Regions from separate parts of the Sus scrofa genome. Here regions 1, 2 and 3 are each linked to region 4. The links are chromatin contacts, called in public Hi-C and HiChIP or PLAC-seq maps. All regions are on one chromosome and are shown on one strand. Each heading gives the region's core, a stretch centred on a gene start, on an enhancer-like site or on the middle of the called end of the contact. The rest is flanking DNA. Distances are from core to core; before and after follow the strand shown. Region 1 holds the start of NR2C2AP (nuclear receptor 2C2-associated protein). Region 2 holds the start of GMIP (GEM-interacting protein). Region 3 holds the start of TMEM161A (transmembrane protein 161A). Region 4 holds the start of GATAD2A (transcriptional repressor p66-alpha).

What was found. A called contact is a pair of places that touch in the nucleus more often than the background predicts. HiChIP or PLAC-seq counts read pairs in DNA pulled down with a chosen protein or histone mark.
Region 1: a Hi-C map of liver shows a contact between it and region 4, with 7 times the contacts expected there. The contact joins the promoter of NR2C2AP here to the promoter of GATAD2A in region 4. A contact is called at or near these places in 1 of 5 promoter capture datasets (liver) and 3 of 47 Hi-C or Micro-C datasets (heart right ventricle, liver and skeletal muscle).
Region 2: a contact with region 4 is called in a Hi-C map of skeletal muscle, with 4 times the contacts expected there. The contact joins the promoter of GMIP here to the promoter of GATAD2A in region 4. A contact is called at or near these places in 3 of 47 Hi-C or Micro-C datasets (embryonic fibroblasts, retroperitoneal adipose tissue and skeletal muscle).
Region 3: an H3K27ac HiChIP or PLAC-seq map of alveolar macrophages shows a contact between it and region 4. The contact joins the promoter of TMEM161A here to the promoter of GATAD2A in region 4. A contact is called at or near these places in 1 of 5 promoter capture datasets (liver) and 1 of 2 datasets of contacts at active chromatin or transcription factors (alveolar macrophages).

What each region holds. Positions count from the first base shown.
Region 1 is chr2:58,674,189-58,677,496 of Sscrofa11.1, reverse strand. It overlaps NR2C2AP (nuclear receptor 2C2-associated protein), which reads right to left and starts at 1,510. Exons shown (of 6, transcript XM_021083440.1): 1 at 1,350-1,510; 2 at 1,096-1,250; 3 at 814-904; 4 at 520-625; 5 at 376-443; 6 at 1-144. The coding sequence starts at 1,133. The coding sequence ends at 25.
Region 2 is chr2:58,285,505-58,288,697 of Sscrofa11.1, reverse strand. GMIP (GEM-interacting protein) reads right to left here and starts at 1,821. Exons shown (of 21, transcript XM_005654928.3): 1 at 1,661-1,821; 2 at 646-730; 3 at 86-164. The coding sequence starts at 1,679.
Region 3 is chr2:58,727,457-58,730,476 of Sscrofa11.1, reverse strand. It overlaps TMEM161A (transmembrane protein 161A), which reads right to left and starts at 1,739. Exons shown (of 12, transcript XM_021083443.1): 1 at 1,628-1,739. The coding sequence starts at 1,630.
Region 4 is chr2:58,515,776-58,518,661 of Sscrofa11.1, reverse strand. GATAD2A (transcriptional repressor p66-alpha) reads left to right here and starts at 1,354. Exons shown (of 13, transcript XM_021083423.1): 1 at 1,354-1,670.

The DNA.
Region 1 (3,308 bases), core at 261-2,760, 160 kb before region 4:
GTAGGAGAGAGCCACCCAGCGGTCTCATACTTTCTTCTCCCCTAGTACCCGAAGGTGGTAGATGACCACTCGGCCAAAGAAATCAGTGGTGTCCTCAAATGTCACCTTCAGCCGGTCTACCTCAGCAGCTGGCACAGGGAATGTGTAAGCAGGGCAGTCAAGGGAAACAGGTGCCTTATTTCCCACCCACCAGCCCCAGGTTGGTATCACCAACATGCTAGGCAACCTGGCAGCTGTGGGCCCCTCTGAACTCTCGCACAGAACAGATTATTAGCGCATTTGACAGATGTAGAGACCATTTGCTTAAGGTCACACACCAGGACCCACAGCTTTCAGAGGCACAGACCACCCCACCCGGAGGCTAAGGCAGGATATCTGAAGCGAGTTGTTGTCCTCAGGGTAAAAGTCCACAATCTTAGCAAGAGCCTCACTCCCCTGGGAACCTGAAGAGGAGAAAGGGACAGATTGTGAGGCCATTGTGCCCCCTCCAATCCCCCACCTTCCAGGGCCTCCCATTACCTTCCAGACGACCCTGGCGACTGGAGAAGCCCCCCTGGAACTGGATCTGCAGTTGGGAGACACAGATGCGCTGGGGAAACTCCAGTATTATCCACTGGGAGGGGCCCTGGAAGCAGACAGGGAAACCAGTACACAGTCACTCCAGGTTCAGAGCCCTGCTATGCCCCTCTCTCATTCACACAGTCCGTGGAAGGTGGGAGGGCACAGTGAGCACATGTTTCCTCCTTGGCCAACCTGACTGCCCTGATTCTAGTTCACACTGGGGATGGAGGGTTCAGGGAGAGAGTGCCTCACCTGATCTGAGTTCCAGCACGTCTCCTCATCCTGGTCAAACAGGTGTTTCTTTCCAAACTGCCGGTAGTTACGATTCAACACAGAACTTACCCTGGAAACAACCAGCATCAAGGCGTGGAGAGGCGCTGAGCCCAGCGGCGAGGGCCTGCCCACTACCGGGCCCACCCCTCCTTCACCACTGGTTCCCCAATTTCTGTGGACCCCAGGTCCAGGGCCCCATTCGCCACTTCCCGCCGCCTCCCCTCCCCTACCCCCCCGCACCCGCCTGGTTCCCTCTCTCACTTGCTAACAGTCTCTGGGCAAACCAAAGAGTGGGTCATCTTGGCTCCACGAGGCCTCGGAGGACTCAGATCTCGGCTCAGCCCCGGTTCGAATCCAGGCACCAAAGCAGCTACAGGGGCGCGACCTCGTTCACATCTGAGGGTGCACGTCCTCACCTGTAACACCGCACAAGAACCGTCACTATCTCTCCACTCCAGTCCTAAATGTCGCCTGGATCACCTCCTTTCTGGAAAAACTGGGAAACTGACAATGACCTGGGGCCAGGCCTTTCACAGTGGGTCCAACGAAGGGAAACAGGTTTCCTGTGGGTTTCGGGGCGGTTGCTTCCTCTCCGAGCCTCAGTTTCTCTAACAGATCTATAAACCAAACCCAGATCCGGAACCACGTGAACACCGCGCAGACGCAGTGTGACTCAGGCACGCCCATCCCTAACTCCGGAGGCCGAGTTTAACTTGAGCCCCGCCCCCTCAGTGCCCGCCTCTTAAAGGGCTCTCGCCCAATAACTGCGTATCGCTCGGAGATGGAGGCAAGAGGATAGCATCTAAAGCAGTTGTGTGCCTACTGTGTGCGGAGCACTGTCCTTTGGTGCCCGCGGGTATGGAGCACTAGTTTTGGAGTCCGAGAGACTTCTTATAATGATGTCTTACTGCCGGCAGAATGAAGTCTGCTCAATTCATTCCCTAACTGCAACTGCAACTTGGGAACCCCTGCACCTCACTGCCTCCCAGAGGCCAGACGAACAGTTGAGGAAGAGGCCAAGATGTTGCGAGCACTGGCTTCCTTTGGTCTTCTCAGTAAAAGATGCCTGGGATGGGCTTCTTGGGGGAATATGAGGTGGATTTTGAAGGATGAAAAGGAGTTTGCCAAATTGGATTATACAAAACCTCAGATAATACAGCTAAATGTTTGGTTCACTGATTCACTAAACAACTCCCACCACTCCCTATTGTTCAGCCCTGTGCTGAGTGATGCCAAACTGTAAGAGGCCTCAGTTCCAGCTTCAAACCTGAGGATCTCCCAATCTGGGTAAGACAGAGCTAGACACATAAACTCCCACCCCATAAGACCAGGGCTAAGCCAAAGGGGGAGATAGGGCTGGGGAAGCAGGGGCTCTTCCTGGAGGGAGGGTTTCCTGGGAGAGGAGATATTGTACCTGCACTTTAATGGGTGGGCAGGAATTGACCAGGGTGAGAAAAATGGGGAAGTGAGTGGCAGGCAGAAAGAATAGCATAAGCAAAGGCCTGGTTGGATGAAAGACCACGAATTTGAATAAAATATGTGGAGCCAGATCCTGATGGGCCTAAAGCAGTCACAGAAGGTGTTTGAGAAAGGGTCGTACACCATCCAATCTGCATGAATGGAGGGTTCTGAGACAGAGCAACCACTGGATGCAGTTCCTGGCTTTAACTGAACGGTCTAAGATGCAGCCCCTTTCTTCAAGGGCTAGGGGAACGGTCCTCCTGGCAGCCTACTAGTGTCTGCCCAAGTCCACACCAGGAGTGGGGGCTGGCTGGGAAACTGGGACACCAGCGGAAGGGCTGCCCCATCAGCCCCTGCCTGCCAGGACTTCCTGCATTCAGTCATGGTCTGCTGCCAACCAGACCTGGCTCTGCTCATTTCAGGGCTGGGACTGGGAATGTCAAAAACACCTTCCTACCCCAGAGGAATTTAGTAAGAGCATGGAAACTGGAAGGCCCAGATGTGGTTCAAATACTGCTTGGGCCACTCACTCCATGGTTGTATGATCTTGGACAAATATGTCAACACCTCTGAGCCTCAGTTTTCTCATCTGTGAAAGGGAGGGAATTCTATTTCTAAGACTGCTGGAGAATTCAGTGAGTTCTTCAGGCTGACACATTACAATACTGGCTGACCGTTGTTGAGGGCTTAACCCTGTGTTTAACTCAAAGCCACATTTTGTCTATCCACTGGCTCATCGAACTTGCTGTGTTGGTCCCAGTCACTCCCATTTTACAGCCACTTGGCAAAGTTTCCTTAGGGAGGATATGCATGGCCCTAAGCCCTCTTTGCCACTCCTGGTCTTGGCATGGAGCCACCTTGTCCACTGGGATGAAGCCAGCTTCGTAGCCTCTTCCCGCCTCCTCACCCCACCGGCGCCTGGGCATGAAAGAGCCTCCTGTTTCTCCAGGGAATTAGCAGCTCTAAGCTCCCAGAAGGGCAGCCAAAAGTGGCCCATTCATTTGTCTGAGTGA
Region 2 (3,193 bases), core at 572-3,071, 230 kb after region 4:
AACAAGCAGGGCAGGGCCCCACCTTCCCCGGAGACCCTTCTCCCAGAAGCCCCCTCCTCCCTGTCCCCTTGATCCCGCCCCTCACCAAGGTGGCTGTGGGGGTCTTGTCAGTTTCTGGGTCTCCTGCTGAAAGTACCGGGTCTGCAGCCAGCATCTCAAGGGTCCTGCGAGGTAAGCGTATCACGATGCCACCCTTCACCCAGTCTGTCCAACTTAGGGGTGCTGAGGACTCCAGGGCAGTTTGGGGATGGTCCAAGATATCACCTTTGTGACATCTATTGTACCTGGAAATCCTGAGGGACAGGGTTTTGGGCCAGGGGAAAGTAGGCAAGTTCTTTTATGGGACTTGAGATAGAATTTGAAGGGTCCCAGGTAACTTTGGGGTTCAGAGTGGGATTTTAAAGACCTCAAATGTTTTAAGGAATCACAAGCGTCACAAAAAGGATACATGGGGGCCCTAGGAACACTTTGGGGATTTCCAGTGGATTGGGGGGGGTTGAGTTTTGGGATACTCAGGTGTTTTGAGGGTCTTAGACATCTCAGCTTATTAGTTAAGTGGATCCAGAAGTTTCAGATTTCTAAAGGGGCTTCTAAATGGGTTTCCATTTCCATTAAGGATTTGGGGTGATCCAGCCTCAGACTCACACGTTCCCCAGTGAGATCTCAAGGTTGTCCAGGCTCCGGAAGATATCGCTGTACCTCTTCCTGTTCTCCGGAGCCGGGGGTAGCCCTTGGGGAGGAGAGTATCACACATGGGCCAACGGAAGCCTCCCTCCACCCACGGCACCTTGTCAGGTTGTTTGGAAGGTGGGTGGTGGGTGGTGGGGAGAGAGAGGGAGAGAGAGAGAGGGAGTTCTGGTTCCACGGAGAATGTAGAATGGGGTGGGTTTCTGAGCTGGCTTGGGTGAGACTTGACTTAGGGCAGGCAGATGGACTCAAGGCATAGCCCAACACAGAGACAGCTGCTCAGAGGCACTTAGACACCCACACATGCACAGGCCCCGAAGCAAAGCGACAAAACAGATGTCCCAGATACAGCCACACTCTCCCCGGGGAAAGAGCCGGCTTGACAATAGAACCACATGGTCCTCAGGCCAGACAGATGGAAATACACGTGGGACAGACCAGCATAGGGCCTGCAGCAGAAACAAACAGGCAGACTGAAACTGCAAGAGGCATAAAGACCAAATGACGCTCAATAAGCACAGCAGAGACACAAAGACAGGCGGAAACAGAATCGGACCTTGCCACATTTCTGCCGCAGGCGCCCCCTTCTAGGGGGCCTAGATCAGCGTTTCCCCCTCCCTGGGCAATGGAGGAGCTGGGTGGGGATCCTACCGTGTTGCCCTCTCCATCAGCGGTCGTGACACCCTGCCCCCATCACAAATATCAGAAGCAGAAGCGGCCACTTCCCCTTCCTGGGCCCCCTCCCCCAGGCATCCGGGGTGAAGCCTCCAAAGGTGGAGGGGGTCAGGGGTTGGTGTACTGGGCCCCTCTCAGCTTGGGGATCCCTACAGTGGAAGATCCTCGCGTCCTTCCCATTCAGGAACTCCTCCCGTCTCCCTGGACGGAGAGGGACAGGCGGGGCCCCTCATTGATTTAGGAAGTAGGCTATGGTTGAGGGAGGCCCTTCTCGGATCCTATATCCCAGACTGCCTACCCGGCTCTGTTGCGTCCATGGCCCGACCCGAGGATCGCTTGGCTGGGACGGGGACTGGGATGGGATCGCGCGCCGGCGCCGGCGGGGCCCAGCCCCGATTTCCTGCCGTGGTGCCGCCGCCAGGGTTCCGCGTCGCCCCGCCCCGCGGAGGTCCCGCCCCGACCACGCCTCTACTGGTTCGGCTCCGCTCCCTAGGCAAGGAAGAGCCTACCGCGCCCCCTGCCTGAGCGGCAGGGGATGCGACCGGGTGAAATGACTCTATCCGGGGCCATGAGGTTCCTCTCCTCAGATCTTTGCGAGGGAAACCCCAGCACATTCCCCTTGCTGTGAGCCCGTAGAGTCTGCCTGGCTGGAAGACCCTGTCCCGGAACCTTTCACTTTCTATGAACCAGTGATGCTCCTGCCCAGGGGTCTCTTGGACCTGTGAACACAGCAATGAGAGTCACCTGGTAGAGTCTTGCTGTCCTGCCGGATTATGGCTGAATTTGAGGTTCCCTAACATGCCAAGCTTGGAGACACTACTGCGGGACCCCCCGTAATGCTTAGTGCTTGATTAGGCTTTTGAGCACCCAGCTGCCACGAGCCCAGAGCACCCCAATCTCCCCTCAGGCATGGAGGGCACAGGGACCCTTGCCCTGAGCACCGCGCCCCCACCAAGTACCATCCCCTGCAAATTCTAAGTTCAGAATGCTCCCCTTCTGGTGGTATCAAACTGCCTCAGGTATTCTATGTGACCATGGCAAGTCCCTCATCTGAGTTGGGGTCTGGCACCCCTATCCCTTCTGACATCTTGGCCAGCCTTGAAGGCTGGTCCCTCCCCCTCTCCCAGTTTGGCTCCTAGGGCCTTCTCTGGGAAGTGGGCCACACTCCTCCTGATGTAGAGGCCAGTCAGAGGTAGGGTGCTGAGGATGACCAAGGGACAAGGGCAGGAAAGGGTGGAGGGAGAGCTCCTCAGTGAGCACTGGTGGAGAGGGGAGGTTGCAGAGAAGTCTGGGCCTGGGTTTGGCCTGAGATCATCACATGTAGCTTGTCGAAGTTCTAAAAATGCACCCACACTCCACACTCTGGATTTTCTGGCTGCAAATAAAAAATTTTGAAGTTTTTGGCTGTCTTGAAGGCAAGAAATCTCTGACTATGACTCTGCTTTCATGCTACCTACTCCACAATTCCTAAATTGCAGTGAATGAGGACCTTCTGAAAGGAAGGACAGTGTCAGTACTAGACCAGGCTGGTTGTGACATGACATGTCGTGGTAATGACACCTGTGTGGCATAGAACCCCAACGAATATGACCTGAGTCAGCATCTGTAATGATTTGGATTGAACTCCATATCCAAGACGTCATGAGATGAAGGCTTGCCGTCATTTTGCATATTATTGAAAAGAGAAAAACGTCACTGACCCTAAGACTCCTCCCCTCAGTACCTGAGGCATCAAAATGTGAAGCTGAGAGACCATAGAAACACAGGGGAGCTTGTGAAACCGGAAAATATGCAGAGCTCGCTGGGCTCTGAGCTTGGCCTAAGAGCTGGA
Region 3 (3,020 bases), core at 490-2,989, 210 kb before region 4:
CTCCAGGTGCCTCTCTCTTGTGACCTGTGCCTTGGCAGGGTTTTCACCACCGACCCAGCCCAGCACGACTCCAGCCCAACAGCACCTCCAGTTCAGACCTCTCTGCTGAGCTGGAAGACCATGCCTCCTCCAGCCCCTTCCCCGGAGGCCCCAGCACCCACCCATCACTCCCGTGGGCATGACTGTGGGCTCCTCCAGGCAGCCCAGGTCCTTCCCAGTCTCATAGTAAATGTCCAACTCCGCTCCTCAGCCCTCAAGGCCCCGCGGACCCAGCTCAGGACCACCCTGCCTCATTGCCCTGCGCTCTCCCCCAACCCCCAGCAGCCCCCCTCAGAGGCCCTCCAGGGCCCCCAGTTCTCCATCACTGACCCCATTACTCTCCGACACCTTCCCAAGGAGGAGACCTATGGTTCAAACTGCGGTCCCAATACCTAGGAGAGGAAGGACGGTAGGAAGGAGAGGGAGAAAAAGGAGGGAGAAGTAGAGGCTTCAGAAGGATGGATGTTAGGATGAAGGAGTATGAGAAGGGAAGGGGGAAGGCAGGCATTCATTCCTCCACCTAGGCTCCAGAGGTCTATCCAGGGCCACCCCCATTAGCCTCCAGTCTTGGGTCCACGCTCTGCAGATCTCCAAAAATCTCTGGAACCTCCCATCAGCCCATGTCCCTTCCCTGTTTAAAGCCCCTTCAATGGACCTATGATCCCAGAATCTTGCCAAGTAACATCAATGTGACTTTCCTCCATTCCGTTTCTGAGAGCCCTTCCTCTCACCGTTCACAGCGTCCAGAACCCAGGCCTGGAACATCATCCATTTTCATCAACCAGTTCCATCAATGCTCTTACTTCAGACCCACCTAAAACGTCCCTTCTCTGGGACGCCCACCCCCAACCCAACCAAGATGAAGCTGCCTTCCCACCCCTCCAGCCTATCTTTCCCTCTGTCCAGTCCAAACTCGGGGTTGGGGCGGGGAGGTTGGGGGGGGGGGCGGTTCCTCCCTCTTCTGGCACCAGCCCAGCCCACAGGGGCCAGGCTAAGCTTGAAGAATAAACGCAATGGGTTGGACCCAGAACTGCGTGAGACCTGAGGGTTTCAAATGTGATGTCTCCAATTCTGGGATCCTCACCTACTCTGAAGCCAGAGCCCCTTGTCATGGCCCCCTCCTCTAAGGATTCTCCCTGGTCCTTCTGCACACCTCATACGAGTAGGTACCCCCGATGGACCCTGTCAGCGCGGCCCCCACAGCTCCCACAGGACAACATCCCCAGAGTGGGCCCAGCAGGACCCAAGATCTCCCTCGAGGGGCTCTGAATGTGTTCAGATCCCCAGTACCTTCCATGGACGAACCCTCAGCAGAACCAGTCTCCTAGAGGGCCCCCCCAGGGACTCGTCAGAAGCCCAGAATTGCTCAGAGCCTTCAAGTCTCCTTGCACAATCCCCGAACCCTTCATAGGTCCCGTAGCGAGATCCTGACTCCAAAGAGGGACACATGGCCCTCAGCGCGACCCAGAGTTCCTCAAAGCACTCAACCCCCACAAAAGGTTCCCCGTCTCCTCAATGTCTCCCGGGATCCCCTTGGCGGAATCCCAGGCCCTCAGGGCGCCCCCCATGCTAGGAGATGCCGGCTCACCATGTTGCCGGCGGGAGCGCGGTGCTGGGACCCACGGGCCTGAAGCTCCGAGCTCCTTGCGGAACTCGGCCATTCAGAACACTACTTTGGTATGACAAGCAGCCCATCCAACCAATCATCACGCTTGGAGCCGGGGCAAATCACTAGGGACAAGGAGTCGCTCGCGTTGCATGTCGGAAGTTGTAGTTCGAAGGCGCTCGGTGAGCTTAGGCAGAGGTTGAGTCCAGACTGTCTCTGCGACCCCTGTGTGGCCGCTGTCTCTAAAACTCAATTTCCTCACCTGCACGTATTTAGCAAGTCTGAGGCGAATACACTCATTTACCCACGTACTGCAGAACTCCCTTGATTAAGAACATCTGGTGGCAAAAAAAAAAAAAAAAAAAAGAGTTCCAGTTGTGGCTCTGTGGCTTAAGAACCCAGCATAGTGTCCCTGAGGATGGAGCTTTGATCCCTTGCCTCACTCAGTGGGTTTAGGATCCTTGCCCGTTGCCGCAAGCTACTGACAAGTCGCAGACGTGGCTAGGACTCCACCCTTGCTGTGGCACAGGCCCCCAACTGCAGCAGCTCTGAATAGACCCCCAACCTGGAAACTTCCATATGCCTCAGGCTCAGCTGTTAAAAAAGAAAAAAGAATTCGGTGGCTCCCACTGAATAGACTCCCAGTTGTTCAAACTGAATTCAGACCCCTCTGCCTGCCTGCAATCTACTGCCAACGCTATTACATGCAGATAATACAGCTAGCCACCATCTATGCTTTCTCACATCTCCAGTCCTCTGTAAATGCCATCTTCCATCTTGGAGTGGCTCCTTTCTCATTGTTTTTCACCTGGCAAAAGCCTTTTTCATTTCCATCAGCCAGAACTCTGGTTTCAAGGGGGAAGAAAAAATCCAACTTAAAAAGTCTCCAGCAAAAGGGAAAATTTTGGCTCATGTAACAGAAAACTGGAGTTTCCAGGTGGCTCAGAGGGTTAAAGATCTGGCATTGTCACTGCTGTGGCTCTGGTTACTGCTGTGGCTCAGGTTTGATCCCTGGCTCAGGAAACTATATGACTTGGGTGCAGCCAATTAACAAAAATTTATTTATTTATTTATTTATTTTTTGTCTTTTCTGGGGCTGCTCTCGTGGCATATGGAGGTTCCCAGGCTAGGGGTCTAATCGGAGCTGTAGACGCCTGCCTACACCAGAACCACAGCAATGCCAGATCTGAGCTGCGTCTACAAGCTATACCACAGCTCATGGCTACGCCGGATCCTTAACCCACTGATCAAGGCCAGGGATCAAACCCACAACCTCATGGTTCCTAGTCGGATTCATTAACCACTAAGCCATGATGGGAACTCCAAATCTGGACATATTGTATGCGTTTGACTAAATGTCTGAGAGTCTTTGTGT
Region 4 (2,886 bases), core at 105-2,604:
GGGACAGAATTAGGAAGAGCCACAGATTTGACCCTTGGGGAAGAGTGGACAGCTGCTTGGAAAAAATCCCCCCCCAAAAAAAGAGGGCTAAATGGGTAACTCTTCTAGGACAGAAGGGTCAAACGGTTGCACTTCTTAGGAAAAGAGAAACTCCTGCAACACTCAAATATTGCTTTGAAAAAGTGCAGGGACCGCAACCGCCTGGCAATTCTTGAGTAAAAAGGGTGAGGGACCACAAGTCTCCTGCAATTCCTCTCTGCAGAGAGAAAGTGTGCTTTAAGTCCCAAATTTCTCCTTGTCAGAGGAGGGACTTACAGGTTAGGAATTTCCCAAGGTATCTTCAGAAATGAAGGCCAGGGACATGCGGCCCCCACCGCCCCTCAGATCACAGAGGGAGAAGGCCCCCACTAGGGCTCACAAAAGAGGCAGGGTATGTTCCCCAAATACTCTCCAGCAAAGGCAGTGGGTCCTGAGGTCCCTCAAGTTCTCCTCAGTAAAGGACAGGGGCGCTAATCTCGAGAAGTTTTCTTAGAACAGAGAGCTGGGGTCCCGACTGTACAGAATCATTCTTATCCTGGCAACTCTCCTCAGAAAAATGGGCAGGGCAAGAATCGCTAAAACTCTTCTCAGAAGGGGCGAGGGCTAAGATTCTTGCAGGTTCCCCTCAGAACGCAGGCTAGGGGCAAGAATCCGTAACAGTCTCCTCAGAATAGGGTCGAGCCCGTGACTCTAACCTGAAAAGAACCCAGAGGCAATGAAACCCCTCGGGAACAAGGCAGGGCCACAGCTCGCCCAGTGTCCTCGGAGCGCGCCTCCTGCTGCCCCGCCCACCGTAACCGCCCCACGCCCGCCCGGCCCAGGCCGCCTCCGGTGCATTGTGGGTGGGGCGCCCCTGCTGAGCACTGCGGGGAACCCCCTGTCCAGTCAGTTGTTGGCCGCCAGGCATCCCCACGGAACCCCCCTCCAGTGTCCGAGCGAGCTGGCCACGGATTGACGCGTCCCCTAGACCCCGCCTCTTGCGGTGCTCCGACCCTGAAGCTAAAGCCCCGCCCCCGCAGCGCCCTGACTGGACCTGAGTCCGGATCCACTCTCCCATTGGTAGACCACATGTCGGTCATCTCATCCCGCCTCTCCAGGCCCGCCCAGGCCCCCGGCGCGATCCCGAGGGCCAGCCGGCCCGCGCGATCATTGGCCGCAAGGCGCTGTCCGTCATGAAGCTGGCCACGCCCTCTCTGGGGCGCGGATCCCGGGAACCCTAGCCGGACCTCATTGGCCTGAGGCGCCGCCACTCGGTGAGACGCGCCTCAACCCGGAAGTGTGCGAGACGAAATCTGCCTAGCAACCGGGGAAGCCGGGCGGCGAAGCGGGCAATTTCAGTGTGAGACTGAGCGGCGAGACGGAGCGGCGGCTCCGAGCGCGGCGCGGCGGCTCCTCCCGCCCGGGGTCAGCGCCCCGGCGCGCGCACGCGCACCCCCGCCGCCCGAACGCGCCCCGCGCCGCCCGCGCAGTCCGTCGGTCGACCGTCCGTCGTCTTGTCGCCGCCGCCGTCGCCGCCGCGGGCGCCACCTGAGGGAGCTGCCGCACGGGACCTGAGCCGACCGGACCCGACCCTGCCACCCGAGGCCCCCCGGGACCCCAGCAGTCGCCCGCAGAGGCGCCGAGCAACTTCGGTGAGTGAGGGGCCGGCGTCGCTGCTGGCGGGTCCCCGGCTTCCGGTGCCCGGGGCTTCTCTGGGGCTTCCGCTTCTTCGAGGGGGCCTCTTCCATTGCGTGGACCCCCTTGTCTGAGGGGACCCGCTTCTCTGAGGGACCCCGCCTCTTGAGAGGATCCTCCCTTCCCTGAGGATCCCCTGTCTCTTTGAGGGAACCTCCTGCTTCGCTGGGGAGCCCCTTCTCTGAGGACCGGAGCTGTCTGAGACTCCCCCTCCCAGCTTCTTAAAGGGGACCCCTGCTTGTCCGAGGGGTTGCTTTCTCCGAGTGACCTCCTGCCTTTCTGGGACCCCCTGTCATAGGCGATCCCCTGCTTCCCTGACGGACCCCTACCTCTCTCAGGAGACATCTTTGCTTCTAGGGGACCCTCCCCCTGAATTCTCTGGGGGATCCCCACCTCTCTGAGGAGATCCCTGCTTCTGTGAGATATTGTCCCACTGTTCTGTGTTTTTTTTTGCCCTTGATGTTTTGTGGTGTCTCTCACTTTTCATAGGTCCCCCTTGCCCCCTACCTTTCTGCGATGCTCTCCTGGCTTTTCTGTTCCCGCTTCTTTGGGTGACACCCTCCTTTTCTCAAGTGTCCCCCAACTAATCTGAAGTGTTCCTGCTTCTGTCAGAATCCTTCTTGGAGGTGTTCCCCACTTTTCTGAACTGTTCTCACTTTGGATGGGACCCCTTACTTTTTTTTTTGCTTTTTAGAGCCGCATCCGTGGCATATGGAGGTTCCCAGGCTAGGGGTCAAATCTGAGCTACAGCTCCAGGCCTACACTACAGCCACAGCAATGCCAGATCCTTAAGCAACTGAGTGAGGCCAGGGATCGAACCTTCAACCTCATGGTACCTTCAGATTCTTTTCCCCCGCACCACCACGGGAACTCTGGGACCCCTTAGTTTTTGATAAATACTTCCATTTTCCTGAAGCCCCCCCACCCAAGGCCCATACATCTGATTGGATCCTTATTTGTCTGAGGAAATGTTCCTCATTTTTCCAAAATCATTTCCTTTCTGGGGATCACTTTCTAATCTGTGGATGCCATGATGTTTGGAGGAGTCCCTGGCTTCTTCAGAGGTTCCCCACCTAATTCGAAATGTTCCATTCCTACAGCTCTTCACTTCTCTGAAATATGCCTCCACTTTTCCAAGATATCTCCTCTCTGATGGAAGACACAGTGGATTTC